Linked DNA regions of Mus musculus: region 1 is linked to region 2. The links are chromatin contacts, called in public HiChIP or PLAC-seq maps. All regions are on one chromosome and are shown on one strand. Each heading gives the region's core, a stretch centred on a gene start, on an enhancer-like site or on the middle of the called end of the contact. The rest is flanking DNA. Distances are from core to core; before and after follow the strand shown.

Region 1 (5,659 bases), core at 105-2,604, 43 kb after region 2:
TCTATTTTCCATTGTTATGGCAACTGCCATACTCCCAGCATTGGCCTTGCCTGTGCACAGTGGCGAGAGTCATTACCTGGCATCTACATCACATCCAGGCCCGAATAAAAACAGAGACTCTGGCCTCTTTCCCTCCTTTTCCTTCTCTTCCTCGATTCTCCCCCACCCCCATTCAATAAAAAACAAAACAACAACAACAACAACAACAACAAAAAAACACCACCTTATTCTCATGGGATTATGCTCACCTGGCATTGATCTGTCTGGAAATGAGCAGCCTTCCAACTAACAGAGTTCATCACAGGGGTAAAGTCAAGGCAGGATCTTGAAGCAGACATAGCCAGACATTTGAAAGATGAAATGTGTATATGCTTGCTTAAGGCTCACTCTATTCTTAGAGTAAAGTGTTAAAGCCAAAGAATGATGCTACACAAAATGAATTGGATCTTCTCACATCAATAATTATAACAATTGTTCACAAGCATGCATAGTTCAACCTTACCTGAACAATTCCTTTTTAAGACTTTGAGAAAAGTCTAGACTATGCAAGTTAAGCATGAAGAATAAGAACTACAAAATTCAAATTTCCTTTTGTTATTAACACAAACCATTATGAATATTGCTAAAAATTAAGATGATTAAAAGTTTAAAAAGCTGTTAGATTTTTTTTTTATTCTATTCCTTGGAAGGACAAAACGTACAGTTTTCTCAGCAACTATTATGTTCTTCTTTTTGACATTACATAAAGCTTTACAAAGAATACATCAGTGTCTTATTGGGTACTGCTGAAAAGATGAATTCACTGCTTGCATCAAGATATCACAATCATTTGAAACTTTTGGAAGAGATACTTCATTATGAACATGCAGGCACACACAAATGGGGCTGGAGAGAGTCGAGAGAGAGAGAGAGAGAGAGAGAGAGAGAGAGAGAGAAAGATTGCTGTAAATCCTGTGCCAGGTTACAGACTTTGTCAACAGTGTGTACTTTTATTTACAGCAACAGACATCTGTTTGTGTGCACTTTGATATTCTCTCTGCATAGTTATACAGATTTTTACATATTTTCAAAACAAATGGAATGACAAATGCAATAAAGTGCTATTACAAGTAAATACATCAAACACTCATAGTTACATTAAAAGCAGATGGATGGAAACAAGGTGTAAGATTCATTTTCCATGTTTCCTAGGTGAGCACAAAGTTCTGGATTAGCAGATGTAAGTTTACAGAGTTTGAGTCATTAAGAGATATTATGAACAGGGAGGTGATTGGCTCTCTCAGTCCCTCTTCCCCACCCCCACCCCCACCTTCAAGGCAGTTTAGAGGACAAGTGCCTGTGCCACCCTTCCAGGGACTGCAAAGTCACCATTTCTACTCAGTTTTGATAAAAGCCACAGTGAGGAATAGCCCTGCCTCACTTCACTGAAGATGTTTGTGAATATTGATTTGCCCAGAATCCCAAAAAAGGCAATATCATTGGAATTCAGTAAAGGGTTGAATGGCAATCCTTTTGCCTGGTCTAGCATTCTTTTTACATTCTGACATCTGGCGCCTATTACCAGAACAAATTAGAGCAGCTCTAAGCAGGGGATGCAGATGAGAACTTCCTGTTCTCGGCTACTGAGCCAGTAAACAGAAGAACTGAGACTCAAACAAAGCAGCCATAGAAATAGATTTGTATTGCTTGCATCGACTTAAAGTCCCTTGTAAGTAAAGCTAAATAACAGAGATAGTCTATTACAAAGTAACTGTGCTGTTGATGTTTCTGATTAATTTTACTTTATAGTAGGAAACTAAAATGATTCTGTGGGATCTCATTAAAAAAAAAAAAACAAGGATTATATCTATAGTCATGGTTTTGTTTAGTTTTATCAGAACAAAGAATAACTTTGTGCCAATTTAATCCATGCTACTAAAATGATTTAATGAATCTACAGCTATTTCAAAATTTTCATCACTTGTTAAAACTTCTTTCTATTTAGTTATCCCTATTTCTTTCTTAGAGTGTTTGTTTGTATTTTTTGTTTTTGTTTTTTTTTTGTTAATTGGTATTTTATATTCAAATTAGGTTTTTATTCTATATATTCTGATTACATTTCCCCCTCCTCAAATCCTTCCAGATAATCCCCATCACCTCTCATACTCAAAGATCCTTTGTTGCTCTCTCATTAGAAAGCACAGGCACCTAAAAATAAGAGTAAAATAGAATGAAATAAAATAAAAAATTTAAAAGAACAAAAAGCAATACAACAATAACAAAACTCAAAAAAGTCCAATAAACACATATAGAAGAAGAATCACAAACATTGGCACACACAAAAATCTCCCAAAAACGTAAGACCAAAAATCTTAATGAATAAGCAAATATAGGGCAAGGAAAAATTAATAATGCCCAGACAAAGCATGATGAGACAAAAATCTCCTTCAAATTACCATTGTTTGAAGGCATTTTGTGTTTGTCATCTATTGGTGAACATATGGCCTGAACTAATGCATTATTTTATATTCAGTGAGACTGTTAGAGGAAGTAATTTTTCATTTGTGAGTGATGATCAATTGGCAATAAATTCTAGATTTGGAATTTGAGCTTGTCTCTGCTTCCACTTTCAACTTTGAGTCCTCATTAGGCCCTGACCTATGTTGGTTCTCTGCATATTGAACCATTCTTGCATTCCTGAGATAGAGCCTACTTGATTATGATGGATGATTATTTTGATGTGTTTTTGGATTCAGTTTGGTAGAATTTTATTTTTTGAGTATTTTTTCATCAATATTAATAAGGGAAATTGTTCGGAATGACACTTTATTGGGCCTCTGTGTGATATAGGTATACGCATAATTGTAGATTCATAAAATGAATTGGGTAGTGTTCCTTCTGTTTCTATTGTGAAATAGTTTGAAAAGAATTGGTAGTAGGTCTCTGAAGGTCTGATAGATTTCTGCATTAAAACCATCTGGTCCTGGGCTTTTTTTTTTTTTTTGGTTGGGAGACTTTTAATGACTGCTTCTATTCCTTTAGTGGTCATGGGACTGTTTAGATGTTTTATATGATGCTGATTAACTTTGGTACCTGGTATCTATCTAGAATACTGTTCATTTCATTCAGATTTTCCAGTTTTGTTGCTGAAAGGCGTTTGTAGTAGAATCTGATGATTTTTTTTTTTGAGTTTCCTTGGTTTCTGTTGTTATGTCTCCCTTTTGAGTTCTCATTTTATTAATTTGGATACTGTCTCTGTTCCCTCTGGTTATTCTGACTAAGGGTTTATCAATATTGTTTATTTTCTTAAAAGAAAAAAACAAAACAGATCCTGGTTTGGTTGATTGCTTGTATAGATCTTTTTGTTTCCACTTGGTTGATTTCAGCCCTGAGTTTGATTATTCCCTGCTGAAAACTCCCCTTTTTGTTCTAGAGCTTTCAGGTGTGCTGTCAAGCTGCTAGTGTATGCTCTCTCCAGTTTCTTTTTGTAGGTACTTAGAGCTATGAGGTTTTCTCTTGCCACTGCTTTCATCATGTCACATATGTTTTGGTATGATGTGCCTTCATTTCATTAAATTCTAAAGCCTTTATTTTTTTTCTTTATTTCTTCCTTGACAAAGTTATCATTGAGTCGAGTGTTGTTTAGTTTCCATGTATATGTGGGTATTCCACTGTTTTTGTTGTTATTGATGACCAGCCTTAATCCGTGGTGATATGATAGCATGCATGGGATCATTTCAATCTTCTTGTATCTGGTGAGGCCTGTTTTGTGACCAGTTATAAGATCAGTTTTGGATAAGGTGCCATAGGGTGCTGAAAAGAAGGTATATTCTTTTGTTTTAGGGTGAAATCTTCTACAGAGATCAGTTAAATCCATTTGGTTCATAATTTCTGTTAGTTACACAGTGTCTCTGTTTAGTTTGTGTTTCCATGATATGTCTATTGCTGAGAGTGGGGTGTTGACATCTCCCACTATTATTGTTTGAAGTGCAATGTTTACTTTGAGCTTTATTAAAGTTTCTTTGATGAATATGAATGCCCTTGAGTTTGGAGCATAGATGTTCAGAATTGAGAGTTCTTCTTTGTGGATTTTATCTTTGATGAGTATGAAATGTCCTTCCTTATCTTTTTTGATAACTTTTGGCTGAAAGTCTATTTTATTCAAAATTAGAATGGCTACTCCAGCTTGTTCCTTAGGATCATTGGAAATTTTTCTTCCAGGCTTTACTCTGAGGCAGTGTCTGTCTTTGTCACTGAGGCATTTCCCCTATGAAGCAAAATGCTGGGTCCTGTTTATGTATCCAGTCTGTTAGACTATATCTTTTTATTGGGAAATTGATTTCATTGATGTTAAGTGATAATAAGGAAAAGTGATTATTGCTTCCAGTTATTTTTGTTATTAGAGGTGGAATTATGTTTTTGTGGCTATCTGCTTTTGCGTTTGTTGGAAGATTATTTTCTTGCTTTTTCTATGGTATACTTTCACCCCCTGAGTTGCTGTTTTCCATCCTTTGTAGAGCTGGATTTGTGGAAAGAAATTGTGTAAATTTGTTTCTGTCATAGAATATCTCCTTTTCTCTATCTATATTAATTGAGAGTTTTGCAGGATATAGTAGCCTTTACTGGCATTTTTTGTTCTTTTAGGGTCTGTATGACTTTGGTCCAGAATCTTCTGGCTTTTATAGTCTTTGGTGAGAGTTCTGGTGTAATTCTGATAGGTCTGCCTTTATATGCTACTTGACCTTTTTCACTTATTGCTTTTAATATTCTTTCCTTGTTTTGTGTATTTGGTCTTTTGACTATTATGTGATGTGAGGAATTTCTTTTCTGGTCTAGTCTATTTGGATTTCTGTAGGCTTCTTGTATGTTCATGGGAATTTCTTTCTTTAGGTTAGATAAGTTTTCTTTTCTAATTTTGTTGAAGATATCTACTGGCCCTTTAAGTTGGGAATCTTCAGTCTCTTTAATACTTATTATTATTATTATTATTATTATTATTATTATTATTATTATTATTAGGTTTGGTCTTCTCATTGTGTCCTGGATTTCCTGGATGTTTTGGGATAAGAGATTTCTGTATTTTACGTTTTTTAAATTGTTGTTTCAATGTGTTCTATGTTATCTTCTGCACCTAAGAGTCTCTCTTTATCTCTTGTATTTTTTTGATGATGCTTACACCTATGACTCCTGATCTCTTTACTAGGTTTTCTATCTCCAGGGTAGTCTCCCTTTGTGATTTCTTTATTGTTTCTGTTTCCATTTTTAGATCTGAATGGTTTTCTTCAATTCCTCCACCAGTTTGGTTGTGTTTTCTTGTAATTCTTTAAGGGGGTTTTGTGTTTACTCTCTAAGTACTTCTACATATTTCCCTGTGTTCTCCTGTATTTCTTTAAAGGAGTTATTTATGTCCTTCTTAAAGTCCTCTATAATCATCATCAGAAGTCATTTTAAGTCAGAATTTTGCTTTTCTTGTTTGAACGAGTATCTAGGACTTGCTATGGTGGGAAATTTGGGTTCTGATGATGTCAAGTAATCTTGGTTTCTGTTGCTTACATTTTTGTGCTTGCCTCTCAATATCTGGTTATTTTTTTTATTATTCTTTTTTTTATTAGGTATTTTCCTCATTTACATTTTCAATGCTATCCCAAAGGTCCCCCAAACCCACCCCCCAATCCCCTAC
Region 2 (5,400 bases), core at 2,590-5,089:
GTGCTGGGATTAAAGGCATGTACCACCACGCCCGGCCAAAATTTAATAAAACCAATGAAAATAATAATGTTTATAAAATTTTGTTTTAAGTTCATATCTTTTCTGGTGCATTTTCATTGGGTGCAGGATTATTTATGCTTGCCACAATTCTAAGAAATTAATGTACCTCACCTGGGTAGTAATGACAAAATATGTCGGAGTTTACTACATTTATTTATTTATTTATTTATTTATTTATTTATTTATTTATTCATTTATTTATAAATAAATAGCCAGATCAGGGAGATAAAAATAATGTAACCAAATTCCATAAAAATAAAAATAAAAATACTATGGAATTAATTTTGTGTACACCACCTAATCCAGGGTATGAGGCCTGACTTGAAGTGTGGTTGATATTGCCAGTGAAATTCCATCAAGAAAAATTGAATTTTACTTTGTCATATATCAATACTTCAGGTTTTTTAAAAATTAAGAAATAATATAGCTAAATTATTGAATTTCTGTGTTTGTATGCACTGCTCATGATAGAATTTTTTGGTATTCTTGGCCTTTTTTTTTTTTTTTTTTTTTTTTTTGTCCAGCTTCTTCTATTGAGTTAAATGATTTTAAGCATACACTAAATGTTAATCTAATCAAAATAACCTGATTATTGTACTTTATCTTCACTTACCCCAGCCCCAGTGACAAATACGCTCTGTTGACACTAATAGCAGCTATTGTGAAGTAGACTTTTCCTCACTGATTTTGTGGCACACATGCTACTATTGTTATTATATACGTGTGCACAAGGAGCATGCTAAATTTAGATGACTTGATTTAGCAATTAATTAAGAGTTGTATTTAAGAAAAAACAATTGAATATGTATACTCAGAGCTGGCAACTAGACAATATCCTCACAGGAACTATTTATAATGAAGTTTGAGGGAGAAAAAAGGTAAATATATGTGCAGTACTTGACCATGACTTATTTTAATTGCAGTATTTCCTGCCTTTTCTTTTTATATTGCCGTAACACAGAGGCTGAGGATATAAGGAAATAAGATAACCAAGGATTAAAATAAACAATGCAATGTAGCATTATGTTTAACTTGGACCTTAACATTTGTATATGCATTTATAACATACTAACAAAATTGAATATTCATAAACATTTAACATATTGCAATAAAAACTGAAATGTACATAATGAAATAAAGCATAAATAAAAAAAAAATTCTCTTATTTTAACCTAAGTTTTTTTTATTATTATTATGGGGTTTTGAAATCAATTCAGAGTATCAAAAATAACAGGAAATAATCTCACATAATCAAGGCCCTCACCAGAAAAATGCTAAAAATGTCATAATTCCTGAGATCAAATAATACTAAAGGGGCATGTACAGGGAGGTGCTGATTCCCTAATTGGTTCTTGATTGTGTCACTAAAAAGTCGGAAGCCAATTGCTGGGTGAAAGGAAGAGGAGGAAGAGCAGACTCAGTGGGAGAGGAGGGAGCTCTTCTGGCTTCCCAGAAGCTTCTAGGCATGGGAACTAGAAAGATGCACAGCCTTATAAGGTCTTATGACCACCAGAACCGTTGGTCTCTGCCATCAGCAGATGGCTGAAATAGGCTAGCTGGTAAGTTTAGGGCAGGAGACTCTCTGCAGCATATGTGTTATCTGGCAACTTCTAAATTAATAAAGCTGTCTCGAGGTTTTCTTCCACAGAGCTAAGATGGACAAGAGAAAAAGAGCAGACAGCAAAGTTGATGGCTACTTGGCAAAGCTAGCAGGGAGGAATGGAACTGGTAAATTGGGACTGAGGCTTGTGGATCTAAATTGGGAGAGGTCGGAGTGCAGACAGTGCTTAGGGATAGGGTAGCATGTTTTTTGTTTGTTTGTTTGTTTGTTTTGCTTTTTTGTTTTGTTTTTGTTTGTTTTGTTTTAAATTACATGCAACAGCGATATTACAGTAATATGGAGATAGTAGCAAAAAAAGAGACCAAATGAAGGCCAAGGAAGTAGTAAACCCAGAAACGAGTTTAAATAGTTTCAATGCCCTTAAAAATAAAACAAATACATAAATTACTTTAAAAGTCAGCCATCTTTGGCATAAAGTTCTTAGAAATCTGTAGAATATATTTAGAAAATGAAAATAGAAACCTTTACAAAAACAAACACATTACATCACTGTTAATGTGAAATCTAACAGTTTAAAATTCCTCACCAAAATAATGGAAACAGTTAAAGATATAGACATTATCCCACTCTTTACTAGATTAGTGTAGCTGAGGAAGAAACAACAAATGCAAACAACTGAAACCATCCAGTCACAAAGCTTCTGCATTACAAACAAGATAGTAAAATACCAGCTCTTAGAATCACAGAAAACGTTTTCCAGGTGTCTATCTGAAAATTAAATCATAAATAGAATAAACTGAATAAAAGATTGAATGACAAGGTAACAAATTAAAATATCATACACTTCTTAAACATAGAAATACAAATGACCAGTAAGCAACTAAAAATTCAAAAATGTACACTACTTTGAGCCATTGAGTTCTCAATGAATCCTTTTTGCAACTAAGGGTTTTATTAAAATTGATAGGCTAATCAAAATTAAAGTAGATGAATTATATTTGTCTCTTAAATTTTGTATTTTCTAAATTTTGATTTTTAACAATTTCTTGTGTTTATTATCCTTTTTCTAATATATAATTTGACATATGTGTGTGTGTGTTTGTGTCTTTGCACATATTTGCAGGCAAATATGTATCTACTTGTCCTACTTCATATTTGTCTTTGTTAGAGACCTACTATTATTTAATTACATAGTACTTTAATTTTTGACAACAATTTCAAATAAAATAGAAAGTTTAATATTCAGAAATTATGAAAAGTAGAAATGAATAAAAAAATCTGACTTTGATAATTGTTAGCTTCACAAAGCAATGATATTAATATGTGAGAAGTTTCCATCCTGAAAATTATTTATCAAGAAATAGATAGTTATAATTCACAATTATGATATAAAGAAATGTATTTCTTATAATTTGAAGGAATACAAATTCATTATCCATTGTACATAATGCTACAAAGCAAATTCAAGAGAAATTTTAAATTTAATCAAGTCTTATCCATTGTTAAAGAAATATATATTTATAATCTAGTATTTGAAAAAAATTATCAATTTCTGCTAGGAAAATAGAAGTTTTGATGTATACTTGTTTTAGGAAACTTCCAAAACTTGTACTGACTTCAATTATCTCTAGATTGCTTTCCTTTAGGAAATACCAAAACGCCAAAATTTTTCAACTACTTGTTGAATCTATCTAGTAATTTCCTTTTTAAAATATTTTTATTACATATTTTCCTCAATTACATTTCCAATGCTATCCCAAAAGTCCCCCATACCCCCCCCCCCACTTCCTTACCCAACCATTCCCATTTTTTTGGCCCTGGCGTTCTAATGATTTGTACATTTCAATCTACCCAGGATCCTCACAGTCTTACCTTGTCAGGTTTAACTCTTAGGACTCCAGAAACTGAGTCTGCAGCTTCTTAGCAGTTACTTGAGAAAAGAAGTAGAAGAACTGATTTGCTTTTACAGGCTTCTCAGCAGAATCTCCGTGGATTACTGTGCTGGGCTTTTAGTAGCACAACACGTCAGTATGTCAGTGCTTACTCAATGCTATTTTCGGTTCTCCAAGTAAAATCATGAACACTGAGCCTTTTGTTCAAAGTACCATAAGGGCATTCTGATGTCCGTTCTTAGTCTGAGGTTAAAATGGAGACAGCTAAACAAGTTGTAAGATCCAACTTTCTCTCTCTCTCTCTCTCTCTCTCTCTCTCTCTCTCTCTCTCTCTCTCAATCTCTCTCTCTCTCTCTCTCTCTCTCTCTCTCTCTCTCTCTCTCTCTCTCTCTTTCTCTCTTTTTCTCCCTCCCTTCCCTTCTTATTTTTCGTGTTTTGTATTTTTTTCCTAACAACAAACAAAAGGAAGTACTCACTTGAGGTGAGGACAAGGCTACTTATGTAAGAGTTGTGCAAGTGGAGAGGACATGCCCCCTGCTTGGAGATTAGTCCAGCAAACAAATGATCAATTTAAAGCAGGGACAAAAGTTACTGAAAGGAGAAAGTCCTTCACTGTATGTGTAGTCCTTCTAGCTGCTTCTTAATTCTGGACTTTTATTTATGAATCAAATACATTACTAATGAGAAAACATCATCTAAATTATGTATTTTTTATTTCCTTTAGCTTACTTATTAAAATTATATTCATTAATTAATTCATATAATTAAAATTATAAAACTTCTATTATAAAATCAGTGTATTATTACATGTTACTTGTTCATATTATATTTCATTAAAATTGCATTTTCATCAAAGAAGAGAAATGCTAAAATAATATAAGCATTGTTTAGAAAGTAAATAATTTCTATAAAATTATTCTGAACTTGAATATGTAAATGGCAGTATACTTATGAGAAAACAGCCTCAAATTTCAGAAATAACAATTGAGACATGAAAAATTTGGGCTGCATGCACATCTTTTTTTATCCAATCCATGAAAATACAGCAGTAGATGGAGTATATCAAAAATAGTAGCTTATTGGTGCCAGAAAGTATGTGCTTTCATTTTTAAATATACAAAATTTAAATTTATTAATTTGGATCATACAAAAATTATGTGCTGTTGTAACATGCAACAAAAGTAAAGCTCTGTGTTAACTTATGCACCATAGTTATTAAATATATTTATATATTTCTTCATTATCTGATTTTTTAGGATAAGTATACCTGATGTATTATAAACATTATTGAAAAGTTTACAGTCACAAACAAATAAATAGTGACCTATTAATTCCTAAAGTTTAACTGAATACATTTCCAATGCATCAAATCTGAAATATTTCTATGCATTTATGTATACACACATGTAGATTCTTTATTTTGATACATATTATTTAATGTGCATTAAATCCAGGGTTCCTTATTTTTACTGATTACATTTTAAAAATGATCTTTGCTGAGACAGCACACTTAAGACTAAGGATTATCTTTTTTCATTCTTCCATGGAATTTTCATCGTATATTGAATATTTGAGTTTTGGCATGGTACAATAGAATAAATAAATAAATAAATAAATAAATAATAAAAGCTCCATGTTAATGAGCCTTTTCCAGCCAGGAACTGTGGTTTGTGAGTTCTGGGTGTCGGTGCCAGATTTTCCTATCAATAATACTGTGATGGAAAGGACAATTGTTAAACAGATGTCTTCTTTAGTCCTATCTAATAGGCAATCACTGAACTTACTGTAGACAATTTTAAATGCATATGTTTTTTGTGAGGAAATATTTTAAGCTGGTTAGTTCATATAATACAGTCATGAATCCACTTACCAGTGCCCCTCTACAAT

What was found. HiChIP or PLAC-seq counts read pairs in DNA pulled down with a chosen protein or histone mark.
Region 1: an H3K27ac HiChIP or PLAC-seq map of neural progenitor cells shows a contact between it and region 2, with 2.5 times the contacts expected there. The contact joins the enhancer-like site here to the promoter of Cdh19 in region 2. A contact is called at or near these places in 3 of 484 Hi-C or Micro-C datasets (cerebral cortex, forebrain and nephron progenitors), 2 of 115 datasets of contacts at active chromatin or transcription factors (astrocytes and neural progenitor cells) and 3 of 9 other capture datasets (adipose tissue, liver and pancreatic islet).

What each region holds. Positions count from the first base shown.
Region 1 is chr1:111,019,282-111,024,940 of GRCm38.p6, forward strand. No RefSeq gene overlaps it. Among named protein-coding and RNA genes, the nearest start is that of Cdh19, 45 kb to the left of the region's middle. Within about 2 kb of position 1,355, at least 18 of the 459 cell types and tissues checked have an H3K27ac peak or open chromatin away from gene starts, as enhancers often do. A contact at or near this core is called in neural progenitor cells, where this site is marked.
Region 2 is chr1:110,973,754-110,979,153 of GRCm38.p6, forward strand. It overlaps Cdh19 (cadherin 19, type 2), which reads right to left and starts at 3,840. Exons shown (of 12, transcript NM_001081386.2): 1 at 3,494-3,840.